Linked DNA regions of Sus scrofa: region 1 is linked to region 2. Evidence: chromatin contacts called from public HiChIP or PLAC-seq data. All regions are on one chromosome and are shown on one strand. Each heading gives the region's core, a stretch centred on a gene start, on an enhancer-like site or on the middle of the called end of the contact. The rest is flanking DNA. Distances are from core to core; before and after follow the strand shown.

Region 1 (5,504 bases), core at 1,315-3,814, 38 kb after region 2:
CAAATCCCACAGTTGCGAGCAGATGCTCCCCCTAAAAATGGAGGCGGTAAGGGGTACTCAACCTGGGGGCGGGGGTGAGCGGAGAGTGTTTCACAAAGCGCTTTCTGCCCACTCTAAGCGCTCGGGGCAGCGAGTTGAAAGGAAGAAAAGTCGGAGAAAGATCTTCCTGCCAGCAGGGGGGGGGGGGTCGCGGGGAGGGGGTCGGGGAGGCCAGTCCTCACACGTTCTCCGCCCTCTCCACACCACCCCACCCGTCGGTTCCGGTTTTTTTTTTTTTTCTTTTCTTTTTTTCCCCACGTCTTCATCTCATTTGGGAGGTTTCCAAAGCCGAGTGAAGGAGACAGGACAAGTGAGGAGAGAAGGGGGAAAGAGAAATCAAACAAAATGAAACAAAACGAATCCAAGTCTCGTTCAGGAATATCCAACAGCTTCCACAGGCCTCAGCGTCAGGGAGCAGGCTCACAAATTTGGCTTTTAAGGTTGAAAGTAACTCCCCACCCCTCACAGCCAGCACCTCTTCCAGCAGGCCCAGCCCTGTCAAATCAAAATATTCAAACTGAAGTTGGGGGGCGGGTGCCGGAAAGCGCACCGAAGAGAAGGAGAGAAACCCCTCAAATTCCTCCCCCCATTCCTCAGCCTGGCGCCCCTGGCTGCTCTTTTTTTTTTTTTTTTTCTTTTTCTTTTAAATAGAAAATATATAATTAAATTTACAAAGACTATTTACAGTTTTAATTACAAACCTGGCGGGGGTGTTGGGCAGAGTTCTCTTTAAAAATCGACCTAAAAAAGAAATGGTTTCGATTGTTCTTTATTAAAAAAATAAAATAAGGAGTCTGTAGGAGCCCCCACCCCCACCCCCGCGGGCAGAGCGCGCGGTGCGGGCCCGGGGCCGGGGACGCAGCGCAGGAGCGCAGGCTCACACGGTGGTCTCGCCGTGCCGGCTGTTGGTGAGACGGGTGTAGAACTTCCTCCACGAGTGCAGCGTCTTGCCGGACCAGATCCAGAAGCCCGACGTGATGCCCACGATGAGCGTCATGAGGTATTTGATCATGTAGACCGTGAAGTCGGGCGACATGCGCGGAGTGTAGTGCGCCGGGCACGGGATGGCCAGGCTCTTGCAGTGCTGGCTCACCCACGAGCGCTCCCAGTGCTCTCGGAAGGCCTGCTCGTAGAAGTAGCAGGCGATGACGATGGTGGCGGGCACCGTGTAGAGCACCGAGAAGACGCCGATGCGCACCATGAGCCTCTCCAGCTTCTCGGTCTTGGTGCCATCGTGCTTCATGATGGTACGGATGCGGAAGAGGGACACGAAACCGGCCAGGAGGAAGGACGTGCCTATGAACAGGTACACGAAGAGCGGCGCCAGCACGAAGCCCCGCAGCGGGTCCAGGCTGTTGAGGCCCACGAAGCACACGCCGCTCAGCAGGTCGCCGTCAATCTGGCCCATGGCCAGGATTGTGATGGTTTTGACGGCGGGCACGGCCCACGCGGCCAAGTGGAAGTACTGCGAGTTGGCTTCAATGGCCTCGTGGCCCCATTTCATGCCCGCCGCCAGGAACCAGGTGAGCGACAGGATGACCCACCAGATGGAACTGGCCATGCTGAAGAAGTAGAGCATCATGAAGAGGATGGTGCAGCCCTCCTTCTTGGTCCCCTGTACCACTGTGCGGTAGCCGTCCTCGGAGAAGCGCTCGTTACACACCACGCGCTCCTGGAGCACGAAGCCCGCGATGTAGGCCACCGACACCATAGTGTAGCAGCCGGACAGAAAGATGATGGGCCGCTCCGGGTAGCGGAAGCGCTGCATGTCCACCAGGTACGTAGTGACGGTGAAGAAGGTGGAGGCGCAGCACAACACTGACCAGGTGAGAATCCAGAGGCGCGCAAAACGCGTTTCCTCCTGAGAGAAGAACATGGAGCCGTCGGGCCGCGCGGGTTCGCAAGGCGCCGCGCAGTCGCGCTCGCCCAGGAACTTGTAGCTGAGATAGGACGGCACCTTAAGGACGCGCGGGCAGTGGAACGGGTGCTCCAGCGTGGCGTAGCGCGGGGGCGAGCCGCCGCCGCCCGGGCCGCCCGGGGTGCCCCCAGCACCCGGCTGCAGGCCCGGCGGCGGCGCGGTGGTGAGCAGCGCGGGCGCCCCGTCCTCGGAGTGGTTCTGGCCCACGCAGATCTGTTCCGCGCCGTGGCGGGGGAAGTGCTCGCAGCGTAGGCGCTCCGGCCACTGGAAACCGAACTTGTTCATGAGCGCCTCGCAGCCCTGGCGCGCGCGCTCGCAGATGGAGCGACACGGCGGGATGGCCTGCTCCAGCACGGTGCACACGGGTGCGTACATGGAGCATAGGAAGAAGCGCAGTTCGGGCGAGCACTGCACCTTCACCAACGGGTAGAATTGGTGCACCTCCAGGCCCGCGTCCTCCTGGTTCGTGTGGCCCAGAAGGTTGGGCATGATCGTCTGGTTGTAGGCGATGTCCGTGCACAGCGGGATGGAGATGGGTTGGCAGAAGCCGTGGTCCGGGATGGAGATGCCCTTCTCCCCGTGGAACTGGGCCGGCCCGGCGGCGGGCAACAGGAGCAACGGCAGCAGCAGGCGGGGCAGGGCGCTGCGGGGCCGCATGCTGGCCGCCGCCCCCCACCCGGCTCCCGGGCGCCCCCCCCGCCCCCGCCCCCAGCCCGGAGACCGCGCGCCTTCCCCGCCGCCGCCTCGCCGCGGCAGCCGCCTCCCGCGCCTCTTTGCAAACTTTGCTCGCGGCCGCAGAGTTGGGGAGGCCGGGCGGGGGAGGGGGGCGGCGTGCCCGCCCGCTAGCTCGCCGAGGTCGGACTGAGCCGCCAGAGACACCGCGCGCGGCTTGCCCTCTCTCCTCCTCTTCCTCCTCCTCTCGCCTCTCCCCTCCCTTCTCCGCCCAGCGACTCCTTTGTGCCTTCCTCCAGCCCTCACCTCGGCCTCTCCGATCCCAATTAGTCGGTTTCAAGGGGGCCCCCGCCGGCGGCCCCGCCCTCTCCTCAGCCCCCCAAAAAAGGGATCCTTGAAACCGCCCCGTCGAGCTCTAAGCACCGTCCCAAAATGTTCTCTCGGCCAATGAGATTTAAACCCAAGGACCAGCCCCGAGGGCTGGATTGGTCGACCACAACATAATAAGATCAGAAACCAGATGCCAACAAAACTTTCCCCCCCTCCTTTGGCTTTTTAAAGAGACAAGCTATTATTATATTAGGGCTTTTTGCCTAGCACGGGATTTCTCCGGAGTCGCGGCGGAGAGATCCAGAGATAAATGTTCCACAGATGTGCGGCGGCCCCGAGTCACACAACCCTGAATCACTTTTCCTCCGGGGGCCATGGTGCTCTCCCGGGTAGGGCTTCTTTAAATCCTTGCCTCCGCCCCTGCTCCTCGAACCCCACCTATTCCAGTCCAATTTTTTAGATCAAATTAAAAAAAAAAATCTTAAGTTTGAAAAAAAAAATGCTTTAAGGGAGAGATTGAAAAAAACAAAACTGTTTACAAAGACTTTTCTCTCAGTCCCTTCTCAAAGAATCCAGACAGAAGTTTCGCATCACCCTATTTATACACACCTAGGGGTTTGCCTCGCCCCTCCCCCATGTGCACCCTTAAATAACCCTCTGAAAAAAATGAGAGCCTGTCTCTTTAAGAGACTCTTAAAGGGGCCTGGACTCCGGGGCGTAATTGCCCCGTAGCGAGCACAAAGGAGCCCATTATGGTTCTTTGTGTTCGGTGGCACCTCAAAGTGAGAAAACTCAGGAACTCAGAGGCCCTGGGCTGGAGGGTTGGGGCGGGGCTGGGAGGGGGTGAGGTGAAGAAGAATCACCCCGAGCTTCGGCTTCTCCCTCCCCCTTCTTCCGAGGCAAATCTTAATTATGCAAAGTAAAGTTTAGTTGCCGTAACGAGGAGGTCTTAATCGAAGGTTAATGGTGGAGGGTGGGGGGTGACGAGCAGTTTTGAGTGAAGAGATGACTCTTTTAGGCCGGTTGGGAGGATTTTCCTCCTCTCTCTCCACCTCTGCCTCCGCCCCTAAAAGCTTCCAGATATCGTCTCCTGGGAGAGAGGAGAGTTTTACCCAAATCTTAAGCGATTCTACACCAGAAAGGGTGGTGTGTGTGTGGCGAGGGAGGAGGCTGGGGGCTGTGGTGGATTAACTTAACTCCCCTTCTTCCCCCCCCAACCTCTCTCTCCTCTCTCTCTCTCTCTCACACACACACACACACACACAGACTCTGTCTCTCTCTCTCTCTCTCTCTCTCTCTCTCTCTCTCTCTCTCTCTCTCTCTCTCTCTCTCTCTCTCCTCTCACCTGGTTGGGTCAGCAGGGTTCAGGCTACTTTAGAAAGGTTTTCTTTTTTCCCCCTTCTTGGATTCTGGGAATGAGAAGGGGAATTTGCCTGTAAAGTTCCTGGGGCGGGTACTGGATGATGGATCAATTACTTTTATTTCTATTGTCTCTTGGGGTGGGGTAGGGTGGGGTGGGGTGGGGTGGGGGAGATGCTTAAAAAGAAGAAAGAAAATTGAGTTTAGAAACCCCTTTGGCTCTGTGTGGGCCAAATCCTCCCAGCCTGGCAAGCCATTTCCTGATCCAATCTAGAAAAGGATTGCCTTAAAAATAAAAAAATCAAGAACACAACAACAAAGCGAAATCTAAGAGAAACAGAAGGAAGTAATAGTAAGAAGGAAAGACAATTCTAAGTAGTAGATACAAACAATGGATCCAGGTTGGACAGGATTCAATTTTTTCCTTGAGTGGCTGACATATAGATTTTCAGATTCTTTACAACATGGAAATTCTCATCTCCTAAGGAGGCTGACTTTTTCACTACTTTAGAAAGAAAGCTTTTCTTCAAAATTAGGGGGCTATGCCTTAGCTCTCCATTTTATTTCTATTCCATTCCCAAGTCCACTTTCACCCCCCCCAAGCAGTCCAGGGATGGGAAAATCCCTTCCAGCTCTGTGGGGCCCAAACTAAGCCTGAGGTGCTGCTCCTTCACCTCTCCCCACCTCTACCTCCAGAGCATCTCTAGAGCTGGTACCAAGCCTCTTGCTGAGCGGTAAAAAGAAAAAAAAATGAGTAAGACAGGCTCCTCCACTCCCCTCTGGAAACTCTCAGCATCTGATAGGAAATTGAGAGTAAATCTCCAATAGAAATGCTGCATCTTCAATTTCCTTCCACGACAAACCTGTTTTCCTTTCCTAGGGCCAGGCTTGAGTGACAGGTATCCCTTCCCCAGCCACCTCCAAGGCCAGGGAGGAGCTGAAGCTGAAAAAGAGAAATAAAAGGCATTCTTTCATTCACTCGGTCAACCCTTCATTTCTTCAACACATTTTACTGAGCCTTCTGATTTCAAACCACAGTGGTAGGTGCTGAGAGCAAGACAGAGAAAAATGGGGCATCCCTGCCTTTAAGAGTTTATGGTATTCCAGAGGAAAAGTGCTTCTATGAAGATCTAACATTTATCCAGCATTGTTACCTGAAGTAAGATATCATAAGGAGTTCCCACTG
Region 2 (6,094 bases), core at 730-3,229:
ATGTTCACCTTGCGTTCTTGGACGGAATGAGGGCAGGAAAAGGAAATGGAAAGCCGCCTTCCTCTTCCCCTGCGGCTCTGGCCTCCCCAACTCAGCAGATGGCAGGGGAACCTCTCCATTAAAATTTCCATCTGCATCCTTGGGAGGTGGTGTGTGCCCTGGCCAGGCTGGAGGCAGACAACCCGGGCCTTCAAGGCTTTCTTCTGGTGCCTTCCACAGAGGAAGGAGTGGAACCTTGGAGTTCCAAGACCTCAGTTTGAGGGTTTTTTTTTTTGGTCTTTTTAGAGCCACACCCGAGGCATAGGGGGGTTCCCAAGCTAGGAGTCTAGTTGGAGCTACAGCTGCCGGCCTACACAACAGCCACAGCAACGCCAGATCTGAGCTATGTCTGCAACCTACACCACAGCTCACGGCAATGCCGGATCCTTAACCCACTGATCGAGGCCAGGGATCGAACCCGCAACCTCATGGTTCCTAGTGGGATTCATTTCCGCTGAGCCACGATGGGAACTTCCCCAGTTTGAGTTCTTACTCCACATCCAATAGCCAGATGACCTTGACTGAGTCCCTTAATCTCTTTTAGCCTAAAAATAGAAATAGCTTCACCTTCTCTACCTTCCACGTGGGCTATTCTTAGCACCAAAAGAGAAAACATTCTTGAGAATGTTTTGCAAATTAAATTTTAAAAAATGTTATTTATACCTGGCCTTGTTTGGGGTAATGGATTTCTAAGAGGCTTAAAAGATACAGAAAATGTAAGCTAGCATAAATTAAAAGTGGGAGTAGGAATTTCCACCATGGTGCATAGTGCAGTGGGTTAAGGATTGTATATATGCATGACTGGGTCACTTTGCTGTACAGCATAAATTGCACAACATTGTAAACCAACTACACTTTCTTCCTTTCATGTATGTATATATGTATGTATGTATTTATTTATGTTTTTTTAGGGCGGCACCTGTGGCTTATGGAAGTTCCCAAGCTAGGGGTCGAATTGGATCTGCAGCTGCCGCGGCATCACAGGATCCAAGCTGCATCTGCCACCTACACCGAAGCTTTTGGTAATGCTGGGTCTTCGACCCACTGAGCAAGGCCAGGGATTGAAACCCCACCCACGTGGATACTAGTCAGGTTCCTAACCTGCTGAGCCACGATGGGAGCTCCTGTATTTTTGTGTGTAAATGTCTTTTTAGGGCCGTGCCTGGGGCATGCGGAGGTCCCCAGACTAGGGGCTGAATCAGAGCTATAGCTACCGGCCTCCCCCCATAGCCACAGCAACTCGGGATCTGAGTCATGTCTGTGACCCACACCACAGCTCACAGCAACGCCGGATCCTTAACCCACTGAGCGAGGCCATGGATTGAACCTGTGTCCTCAAGACGTGGAACTTAAGACATCCTTGAGACGGGAACTCCCCGCCTTATTTCTTAATTCCTTAAGAGTCTGGACCCAGGGAGTTCCCATGGTGGCTCAGCAGGTTAAGAATTTGACCAATATCTATGAGGAGGCTGGTTCGATCCGTGGCCTTGCTCAGTTGGTTAAAGGATCTGGCATTGCCGTGAGCTGTGGTGTAGGTCACAGACATGGCTCTGATCTGGCGCTGCTGAGGCTGTGATGTAGGCTGGCAGTTATAGCTCTGATTCGACCCCTAGCCTGGGAACTTCCATGTGCAGCCCTAAGAAGACAAAAAAGAAAAAAGAAAAAAGAAGAGTCTGGACTCAAATTCTGGAAAAGTGGCCCCACATTTCTAGCATTTTTCGCTTCTGACCCATCACTTTGGCTGGGTGCCCCCATCAGATGGGCTCCCCTGAATGTAATGACGGGAACTGGGGACGGTGGGGAGGGCACCGAAAAAGCCAAGGCAGGATCTCTGAGTTTTGTTCAGCGTGAGGAACGCCCAGTAAGCATCCAGACGCGGGAGGCTGTGGGTACACGCAGCCCAGGGAGCGGCAGCACTTGACAGATCACATTGTTAGACCGTGACTCACTCCCGCCGCAGTCTGGAAAGCTGAACCTCTCAGCCCGGCCTTCAAAGGAGGGCCGCCTGGACTGTGAGGGGACCCCCGAGCCATCCTCTGAGGGCCAGGTTGGGCCGGCAGAGTTGGGACCTCTTCGTTTCCGACCTGGACTCCTTCCGGCCCCTTGACCCCGCATGTTAAAAGGTCATGTGCTGGGCGCCTGCAGCGGGGGTGAGCAAAGCTGTCCTCTTTGTGCTTTTCAAGAGAGGAGGGTCGTGTCTGAACCCCTGACCCTTCCTCTTCCAAACATTTGGGCTCTGCTGACCGGCTGTGGGACCCAAACCCCAGTTCTGGAGTTAGTGAGCATCCAGCAGGGCCCCCCAAGGGACTCTCATTATTTTCTTCCCCGTGGTCAAGACTGTTCCTTGAGGAGTTCCCATCGTGGCTCAGTGGTGAATCAATCCGACTGGGAACCATGAGGTTGCAGGTTCGATCCCTGGCCTTGCTCAGTGGGTTAAGGATCCGGCGTTGCCGTGAGCTATGGTGGAGGTCGCAGACTCGGCTTGGATCCCGCGTTGCTGTGGCTCTGGTGTAGGCTGGCAGCTGTCGCTCCGATTGGACTCCTAGCCTGGGACCCTCCATGTGCCGTGGGTGCGGCCCTAGGAAAAGCAAAAAGACAAAAAAAAAAAGAAAAAGAAAAAGAAGACTGTTCCTTGACCCTGTGGTCCTCACTAGCGCTCTTTTTTCCCTCCTCTCTCCTCCTCGCCCCACCTCCCCGCGTCGTCCAACTGCTCCCCATCCTCCACCGCAGCCCCTCGGATCTCCCGCAGCCTGAAGCAGAGAGGAGGCGAACGTCTTCCTTTCCCATCTTACTCCGTGGGCTTCGGATTCCCTCCAGTTTGAGTGTCCGCTGAGGTCTGGACCTCGAACGCGCCCGTCCCACTCCAGAGGCCGCGGCAGGAGCATTTCCCGAAGTGAATCGTGTCCCTCGGCAGGTCTAGCGCGTCGCACTGTCTCTCCTCGTGTGCTTGGGCCAGAACCGACCTGGACTGAACTGGAGGGTTGAGAGGGTGACCCAGAATTCCCTGTCTTGAGGGGGGGCGGAGACCGAGTTGGGTCTCTGGGAACTCCCGGTCTGATGGGGGAACTTAGATGCAAAGCAGTGAAATCCTCTTTCTCACAGCAAATCCTCCAAAACACTGATGCTCAGGGAATGGCTGGCATAGTGGCAGGAATCGTTCCCAAGTTCCTTCCTTAAAGCCCTATTGACAGAGCCTTGTAAATCAACTATACTTTACTCATAAAAAGTTTAAAAAAAGAAAAGCCCTGGTGGGGCCCGTCGCAGGTATGTGCTCACGATTTCTAACCCTCTCCCAAGCAACAGCAGGCAGCGGGTCCGTGGTCCGGGGAAATGCACTCTGGGTGGAAGGGGGGAAGCTGCCCCTGGGTTAGGTGTCTTGAAAAACAGGATCCTGGAGTTGCCGTTGTGGCGCAGCAGAAGCGAATCTGACAAGGAGCCATGCGGTTGTGGGTTTGATCCCTGGCCTCGCTCAGTGGGTTAAGGATCTGGTGCTGCTGTGGCTGTGGTGTGGGCTGTGGGCTGCAGCTCCAATTTGACCCCTAGCCTGGGAACCTCTGTATGTCGCCGGTGTGGCCCTAAAAAGCAACATACCAAAAAAAGACCCCCAAATCCAGTGGTCTTTACCCCCAAAGCACTTCCGTTGGCTTCAGACGACATGAGGAACAGGGGGAGTGGGCGTGGTGGGCAGTGGCTGTGCGGTCGAGAAAGAAAGCTGCAAGCCCGAGAGACTCCAGCTGACAAAGGATGAAGGAGCCGACCCGGGTTTCTTGAAACAGGACTTTCCCTTCTGTGGAAACAGCCAAGTGTATCTGGAGGAAACAAGGGGAGCCTCCAATGTGGGGGGAGCTTGGCCGCTCCCGCAGGTTGGGACACCACTCCCTGGCCAACAGCTCCATATGCACTTGGACCAGCTCGCTCACACCGCTCACATCTACCCTGTAAAGCATGTTGCTGTCTTACCCCCATTTTCAAAGTGAGGCTCTGAGACGTGAAACACGGGCAGCTAGCTCGCTGCAGATTTGGGACCTGAGCCCAGGTCTTCTGATTGCAGGTCTGGTGGCCATGGCCCTGCGCTGCTCTGTCACCCCATAGGGCCAGGGTCTACGGTCATGACTGATTCCGAGGTCCCCGCTGTAGGCCCTTCTCCTTGACCCAGGCAATTGCCCTGGTTCGTGTCTTGGGGGAAGGCGGAAAGGCTCACGTTCAGGGCTCAGAGACCCCTGGCTGCTTTCCCAGGCTGTTCTTTCCCAAGATGTTCTTAGGCTCAGTTTTATACCCCCCTCCTCCCCACACCCACACCCTCCTAGCCCCAGCTGCCTTGGAAGCAAGGAGAAGGAGGCAAGACCAGAAGGCTTTTGTTTGCCAAAGATGGAGACATGGCTGAAATCCCGGCATCTCCCCCAGAAGACAGAGGCAGCTCTGGATTTCCTGTTGCTCCCAACACAGGCCAGATAATTGGAGACAGATTTTTGGGCTTGGGTTGGGAGGTGAAGCTTGAAGTACAGTCATCAGGCCTCCTGTAAGTCCGTGTGTGTGTGTGTGTGTGTGTGTGTGTGTGTGCGAGTGTGCGCACGCACACACGTGCTGCTTTGGGATTTCTTTGTTAGCATTGAATGTGTGTGTATGTGTGTGTGTAGACATTTGTGTTTGAGACAGCGTGTGTATGTATCTAAGCGCGTGTGCCTGGGGGTTTGTGTGGCACACCCGTGTGCTTTATTCCTGTGTAGGGCTCCGGCTGTGTGTGTGTAAGTGTGTAAGCACGTGTCTGGGTCTCTGCGAGTGGCTCCCTCCCTTGTTTTGTTTTGTTCCTTTGTGAAAGTCAGCTCAGCCTGCGGAGACCTCACTAGCTCTTTAGGATCCAATTACTCAAGACTTGGTGATTACATGTAAAACAATAATTAAGATTAAAAAAAAAAAAAAAGAAGGCAGGAAGGCAGATGGCCTTCAGGGAGAGGATATGAGGGCTAGAAACAGCCAGAGTGGAGTCAGAGGGGAGAGCGGAGGGGGGCCTTCTTACAGGGCAGAGGGTCTCTTTTAAGGGGTACAGATAAATCCCCAGCCCCCTCCCCCACCTCTCTAATAGAGACAGGCCGGACTCACTTTCAGAGGGGGTCAGCTTTCTCCACACACGCCTAGGTGGGCAGGGGTGGGAGCTGCTATTGTCTTTCTGCCTGAACCGCCACCCTGGAAAGGGGCTCAACCCCTTTCTTGTAAACCCTTCTGTGCACATTCACAAAGGTGGATCCTTTTTGCTACGAAGGAGACACAGATCAGTTGGGAAGTAGCCTAAATGCCCGGCTGTGGTGTCCCTGCTACCTGTGGACCCTGGGCTGCACTCTACATACTTTTTTTTTTTTTTTGTCTTTTTAGGGCTGCTTACCAAGCGTATGGAGGTTCCCAGGTTAGGGGTCCAATGGGAGATGTAGCCGCAGCCTATGCCACAGCCACAGCAGCTTGGGGTCCAAGCTGCATCTGCAGCCTACACCACAGCTCACAGCAATGCCCAATCCTTAACCCACTGATCATATGCAAAATTAACCTGCATCCTCATGGATACTAGTTAGGTTCATTACTGCTGAGCCACAACGGGAACTCCCACATAATCTTTGTATCAACAGTGTGTGTACACATATGTATATGTATGTGTCGGTATGTGTGTATAGTACATAGAACCCACCTTTGAGCTGGGTATTACCTCTCGGCAGAGGAAACTGAGGCTTATGATAAAACCAAGACTTTAACCCTCCATGATTCCCCTACGTGATAGTTCATTTGTTCATTCAACAAACAGCTCCTGGAGTTCCCTTTGGGGCTCAGTGGGTTCAGAGCCTGAGGTAGTCTCCATGAGGATGTGGGTTTGATCCTTGCTCAGGGGGTTAAGGATCCGGCATTGCTATGAGCTGCGACATGGGTCACAGATGTGGCTCGGGCCTGATGCTGCTATTGCTGTGGCTGTGGCGTAGGCCGGCCGCTGCAGTGTCGATTCAACCCCTAGCCTGGGAACGTGGGCAGCCAGAAAAAGAATAAAAGAAAGAAAGGAAGAAAGAGCTCCTGA

Evidence for each region. HiChIP or PLAC-seq counts read pairs in DNA pulled down with a chosen protein or histone mark.
Region 1: an H3K27ac HiChIP or PLAC-seq map of skeletal muscle shows a contact between it and region 2. The contact joins the promoter of FZD2 here to the enhancer-like site in region 2. A contact is called at or near these places in 8 of 47 Hi-C or Micro-C datasets (embryonic fibroblasts, epiblast stem cells, fetal skeletal muscle and 4 more) and 1 of 2 datasets of contacts at active chromatin or transcription factors (skeletal muscle).

What each region holds. Positions count from the first base shown.
Region 1 is chr12:18,739,737-18,745,240 of Sscrofa11.1, forward strand. It overlaps FZD2 (frizzled class receptor 2), which reads right to left and starts at 2,565. Exons shown (of 1, transcript NM_001195339.1): 1 at 681-2,565. The coding sequence starts at 2,565. The coding sequence ends at 917.
Region 2 is chr12:18,702,457-18,708,550 of Sscrofa11.1, forward strand. No RefSeq gene overlaps it. Among named protein-coding and RNA genes, the nearest start is that of FZD2, 37 kb to the right of the region's middle. Within about 2 kb of position 1,980, at least 27 of the 83 cell types and tissues checked have an H3K27ac peak or open chromatin away from gene starts, as enhancers often do. A contact at or near this core is called in embryonic fibroblasts, omental adipose tissue and skeletal muscle, where this site is marked.